2 separate regions of the Mus musculus genome follow, and region 1 is linked to region 2. Evidence: chromatin contacts called from public Hi-C data. All regions are on one chromosome and are shown on one strand. The core of a region is the stretch at or near the end of the contact, and the rest is flanking DNA. Distances in the headings are between cores, read along the strand shown. Region 1 holds the start of Sh3pxd2b (SH3 and PX domains 2B). Region 2 has its middle 8.9 kb from the start of Gm39674.

Region 1 (3,116 bases), core at 177-2,676, 590 kb after region 2:
TACAGGCAGAGCTGGGGAACTGGGAAGTGGGAGGAGCTAGCTGATTCAGGTACATCCAACTTCTACAGTCTGTGCTTCTGCTTTGTGCAGGACATGAGAGAAACCAGCGGGTGCCTTGGGTGGCAGCTCTGCTGGGGAAGCACCTTAGGATCTGGTGCACTGGAGGGAATTACTGGGCCAGGGAGGGCCCTGGTTCCAAATGGATGCCACTCTCCACAATCTCCGAGTGGGTCAGTAAGAACAGCTTAATCAAGAGCGCCAAGAAGATAGTCCTGTGCCTGAGGCAGCACAAAGCCATCTTTGGTACAAAACTGGCTTTGGTAAAGACAATCCTCCCGCCTTGGCCTGGTACCAATCAAGTAACCCCTTCTATTAGTGAAGCCCATCCAGACCAGCCTTCAAGGCCAGAACAGCAGAAAGCACGGACAAAGAAGCCAAAAAGGCAATAGAGGGGTTTCCAGAGGGATTCAAAATAAAGTAGTCTGCAAGGCCTGCCTGGACTGACGAGAACTCTCCCTTAAGAAATTCCTCGACTGATCTATGGGTGGGGAGGTGCCTGAAGGGGAACCCCTGCTTCGTGGCTGAGAAACCACTACCTGCAGTCTGAACTTCCTATCCATGGTGTTATGTGTGTCCATCCATCCATCCATCCATCCATCCATTCATTCAGCCAGCATCTGTTAGTTACTGAGCGCCCAGCCAATGCTAGGATGAGCTAGAGAAAAGAGATGTGGAGCCACTTGTAGCTTTGCTTTGCTTAGTGTGGGGCAACCATGGGTTGGACCCACCTGCTCCATGAATCTAGAGGCTGTCCTCAGGTCCTCTGTAAAAGGCGATTAACCATCCCCTCCTGACCCCCAACTCCCAGGTGTTGTGAGATTTTAAGTGAGCATCCGTGATAATGACAGGGCACAGGGCCAGGTGTGGACTCAGTCCCCCACGGGGTCAGGGGCTTGCTACCTACCCAGCATCCCTGCTCTCTTTCACCTTCGCAGCCCTGTGCAGGGCTGCCAGGCCATTTTTGCAGTTTTTCCTCTCCCTGTCATAGACAGTAAACCCAAGAGACCTAGTGACCACCTCTCCCTGACCCCCAGCCCCCGCCCCCAGCCCTGGGGGCAAGCGATCGGATTTATAGCGACTGGCACGCCAGCGGTTCTCACACACCGAGGGGGATGGGCAACCTCCCTGAGCCCTTAACGGGAATGGAGAGCTCGAGCAAGATGCTTGGGTGCCTGGGTTTAGAGTCGCCAGGCCCGGGCGCGGGGGGCGGAGCGCGCCGTCCCGCCGGGCGCGGGGACAAAGGCCCGCGGGCGGACGTGGCCGGGCCGGGCCGGGAGGGCCCTTTAAGCAGGGTGGGCGGGCGGCGTGGAGGCGGGCAGGGGCGGGGCGCGGAGGGCGGTGGCGGCGGCGGCAAGTGCTCGGCGGCAAGGATCGCTTTGGCCCGGCCCGGCCCGCACGGCGCTGGGCGCGGAGAACGGCCATGCCGCCGCGGCGCAGTATCGTGGAGGTGAAGGTGCTGGACGTGCAGAAGCGGCGCGTGCCCAACAAGCATTATGTGAGTCGGCGTCCGCGCCACGCGGCGATCCCAGCCCCGCGCAGAACTTGTGCCCCGCGCCCTCACCGCCGTCTCCCCACGCGCCCCGGGTCCCCGCGCCCTCCCTGCTGTCTGTCTCCCCACGAGCCCTTGGTCCCTGTGCCTTCCCCGCCATCTCCCCGCTCGCCCCTTGGTCCTCGCCATCTCCTCGCGAGCTCTCGCCTTGCCCACCCGTACAAAAGTCTGGCCCCAGCCGCTGCTGCAGACTAAGACAGAAACCAGGAGAGAAACCCACGGAGCCGTGGGTCTCAGGCCACCCTCCTACCCAGAGGCGCCCAGCCTCATAGGATTAGCGAACCTAGCCCTTCATCCTTCTGTGCATGGGTCATTTGAGCGCCCCTTCCCTGTAACTTCCGCTTAACAATGTGGGAAAGTTTCCCCAGGAGTAACCCCCCTCTGTGACAGGAGAATTTTGTTTGGAGCTGCTAAGGTGTGGAGGAAATGGGTCCCTGGCATCATTTTGCAGATGGGAACGCTGAGACTCAAAGGCTGAGGATTCTCAAACGTGGACGATGGGCCTGGGGCCCACGGTGACCCTCAAGTGGGAAGTGGCCTCTCAGGCTGCTTGGGGACTTTGTTGGAGGTTGAGGTGGCCTTGGTTCCACCTCAGAGGTTCTGGGTAGTAGGACAGTGGATTTAGAGGAGGCCCTGGGGACTTCACTCCAGGTGTGAGGGGGACTGGCTTCCCTGTGGCTGTGCCAGTCCTGAAGAAGTTAACCAGGAAAGAAAAAAGCAAGAGGGAGGGAAAAAAAAATCCTAACAAAGAAGTGAGGAACAATGACTAGAGAGGGCGTTGGCTGGAGAAAGGCTGGCCAGGGGCCTCCCTGGAAGCCCCTTTGGATCTATTTGTTTAAGAGATCCATTCTTACAAAGCAGACAGCTATACATGCCTTCCCTGAGTCGCCCATAAAATTCTGAAAGGAGATGGCCGGGTATCCACTGTACTCTACAAGAAAGGGTGTGCTGTGTTCCAGTGTATTGTTATAGTCTAGGCCTTCAGTAACTCAGCCCTGGGCCAGCCAGCGGGGGGCTGCTTCCTGGACCTGTGGTATCTTTAAATAGAGCTAAGTTTTCCCTGCTTCAGAGCTCAGCTAAATTGTCTTGGTTTCCCCACCCCCACTCCCTTTCCCCCCCCCCCCCCCCTTAACTATTTCAAATGCTGCCAAGTCTTGGTTTCTTGTTGAAGCCTGTTGAGTTGCCTCTTGGGTATGGGACAGTTTTCAGCAACACACCAACTGGAGGAAGTCTGAAATTCTCCTCCATGCCGCCTTCCACCAGATCCGACAAACCAGAATAGATAGAACCACCAAGGACTGGGTGTCACCTTCTACTCCCTTGTGGTGTCACACATGTTTAGTGGTGGTCTTCTCAAGTCTGTTTCAAGGATGGGGCAGCTAACAGTAAGGAGCAGAGCAGGCCTGTTGGACCAAAGACGTTGGCCCGTCAGACCACGCCCCTTTCCACATCCCACACACCCACAGAGGCCCTGGACAGAACGCTCCCAAAACCTGGGAATCAGCTC
Region 2 (3,059 bases), core at 164-2,663:
TGCTGTCACAGCCTCTGACAGTCTCTAAGCTTCACTGTCCTCAGTTGGAGACACTCTGTAGCCAAATCTCAGCCGTGGCATCCCCTTATTCTGCACGTCCCAGGCTATGTTTCTTACTCTTTCTGAACACTTTTTCTATAAGTACAAAAGAACCATTAAGGTTAGCTACTCTCTGGGATATGGTAAAGACAGAGATGGAGTAAGGTGCTGACACACAGGAGGAACTAAGTATACAAACATCACCACATAAAACGTGACCCCAGCCCCTCTGAGGACTGGCTCACCTGGGCATGAACAAGCTTATATGGAATTCTATGCCACCTCAAGCCCCCCTCCCACACCGCTTGATGTATATCATCCTCAGCTAAGATTCTGGAGTTTGAGACTCCCTCCCATCCCTCTCTTTTCTGCCTACATCACCACCTTTCCTTGACCTCTAGTTATGGCCATGAAATTAGCAGCCATGCTGTGCAGTGAAGAAGAGGGGGTTCCTCGACTCAGGGCTTCCTTCAGACAGCTTTGTCCAGTTCTTACTGGGGAAACAATGAGAGAAAGATCTCTGTGTGCTCTGCAGAGCAGCCGACTGGCAGCTGCAGTCTTCTCTTCTAGCAGGGACTTTTCAGGCTTCCTTTTTTTCTCCTTTGAAAACATGGGAGCAGGCCCAGCCAGGGAAGCAGAGCTGAGCCTTGTTCTCTAAAGCAGTGCACGGAGTATGCTAAGCTCCCAAGCCACATCTCCAGCTCGAGAGACTTTAGGGAGCTGGAACTGTGTTGTATCCCCAGTGCGGTTCTGGTCACACAAATCTACGTTTAAATTTTGGATTCCCTGGAGTCTGATGGAGTCACTCGGGTTTGATGACATCAGGACATTTTAAAGCTCCCTAAATAATCCATCGTGCTGTCAAATGAGTCAAACATTGACATCAATAGAATTTAAGTCTGTGCATCTGGCCCTGTGAACACGCAGGGGTGGTAGGTAATAAAGCTGGGGAAGCGACAATGGCCCCAGGCTGAGCCCAAGTCCTCCAGTGTGCGGAGGTGGAATGAGGAAGAAGGGATTCAGTTGTAGGTGTAGAGGCTGAAAGAGCCTTGCCTCAACTAACACCAGCTCCAGCTGTTGATAAAAAGGTTTTCTCTGGGTCCAGAGCAGATGGAGGATCCAGATGGGTTCCTGAATCATCTCCTGCACGGAGGAAGCAGCGTAGCCCTGCTGGCCCCTTGACCTTTTCTCAGGGGAATCAATTGTGGATTTCCAACCTTCCAACCTGGAAGATAATGAATCTGTGTTGCTAAGACACCGGGCTTGTACTAATTTGTGACAATAGCAGGAGGAAATGAGAACACTCATGCTCTGCCCGAGCAGGCTCCTAGTCACAACTTCCTGTGTGCCTCCCTCCTCCCCTTCAGCCTGTGTGGAAGGCCTCATCCTGTTTGAGCACTAGGTGGCCTTGGGTCCTCCACTTGGTGTCTTTGACACAGTCCTCTCATTTGCTAAAAAACCTATAATACAATAGACGTCACCTGCAGCTCTAAGGGTAAACGGGATGACGTCTGGAAGGTCTCTTAGCAACCATGCCTGGCATGAAATTGGTGCTTGATGCTATTTTTAGGCATGGAACAGAATTCTAAAATTTTTGTTCCTGCTCTGGATGGGGTCCCAGCCTTCCCTGAGGGGACAGTCCCTTTCTGAAGTGCATAGGCTGAAGAGAGCTGACTTTCTCTTTCCCACCAGCCCCAGGGCCTCACAGTCTTGCCTGCCACCCTGACAGCAGAGAGAAACTCAACTAGCGGCTCAAATCCTTTTGTTGCCATTTCTTAGCTGAATGACCTCAAAGGAGTGAGCCCACCTCTCTGAGCCTTCTTGCCTCCTTTGTAGAGAACTCATTGTGCGGCCTGGCCCAGGATGTTGGTGTAAGGGTGAAGTATGCTCAGTGTGACTGGGTATATGGCAGGTGTTCAGTAACCAGATAAACTGTCAGTCTCCCTAAAGGAGGAGGGGCTTCCTCTGCCCAGGTTTGGGTGCTTCCAAGTCCCACACGGTTTGCAACCCCATGATAATAATGATTTCTCAGGCTTACAGATTCACTAGGGCTTCAAATGGGATTATAACAAAGAGGTGTCTTGAAGCCTGAACTCTATGGCCTGGAGTTTAAACTCATCAAATAGATTCCAGAAGAGCCTTTCCCAAGTAGATTGGGTAGGCCCCAAGAGCCCAAGACTTTCTGGAACTTTCAGAAGCATCTCCCACTGAGGCTTCCCGCAGAATCCAATTTTTCACGGTAAGCAAACAAGACTCTCAATGGAGCAAAAGAAGAGCATTTTACTCTCGATGCCAGCTGCTCAGACCCATGCAAGTGAGTTCCCGCTTCCTGCCTGGACCTCCAGCTTGTTAGATTTAAACAAATGAAAATATTAAATGCTCAATTTCAGATAAATAACAAGTAATTTTTAAGGAGTAAGTAAGTCTCAAGTACTGCATAGGACATTTAGCTGCTCCACCTTAACCATGCCTGCCAGAAACTTGTAAAGTCAAATTCAAGGCCCCGCTCGCAGGGGAAGTGAAGTTGCTGAACTCTTTCTCAGGCAAGAATGTGACAACCCAAACTCAGAATGTCTCTATCAGATGTGCCCCAGTTCTGAAAAGCAGCTAGGGACCCTTCATCTTCAGCATAAGAATAACCAGTGTGTGCACGGGTGGGGGTGGGAGGCCAGAAGACGCGTATTTTGGTAGTAATTGTTGCTGCCTCCCAAGCTAGTCAGGGACTCAATTGTCAGAGTTACCCAGAGGCAGATGGCCAGGCTCTAGAGTTATGAGACTCTTAATTCCCCCCACCCCTCATCTCTTTCCACAGTGACATTTGCAATATCTGTGAATGAAGTTGCATAAAATGCATGTGCAGGAAGGTGCCAGTAGCAACTATCCCTGTTTCTTAGTCCGTTTTCTGTTGCTGTAACAAAGTACCCGAGTCTGGTAATTCTAAAAGAACAGGTTTATTTGGCTCACAGTCCAGAAGCTGAGTGGTCTAAGAATTGACCTGGCATCTGGTGAAGGCCTTGTGC

The links. Hi-C and Micro-C count contacts between places; a contact is called where the count stands out from the background.
Region 1: a contact with region 2 is called in a Hi-C map of cortical neurons, with 2.6 times the contacts expected there. The contact joins the promoter of Sh3pxd2b here to the enhancer-like site in region 2. A contact is called at or near these places in 3 of 39 promoter capture datasets (HPC-7-derived erythroid cells, pre-B cells and stem cell-derived epiblast-like cells) and 1 of 484 Hi-C or Micro-C datasets (cortical neurons).

Annotation. Positions count from the first base shown.
Region 1 is chr11:32,346,414-32,349,529 of GRCm38.p6, forward strand. Sh3pxd2b (SH3 and PX domains 2B) reads left to right here and starts at 1,427. Exons shown (of 13, transcript NM_177364.4): 1 at 1,427-1,555. The coding sequence starts at 1,481.
Region 2 is chr11:31,758,673-31,761,731 of GRCm38.p6, forward strand. No RefSeq gene overlaps it. Among named protein-coding and RNA genes, the nearest start is that of Gm39674, 8.9 kb to the left of the region's middle. Within about 2 kb of position 1,414, at least 74 of the 459 cell types and tissues checked have an H3K27ac peak or open chromatin away from gene starts, as enhancers often do. A contact at or near this core is called in cortical neurons, where this site is marked.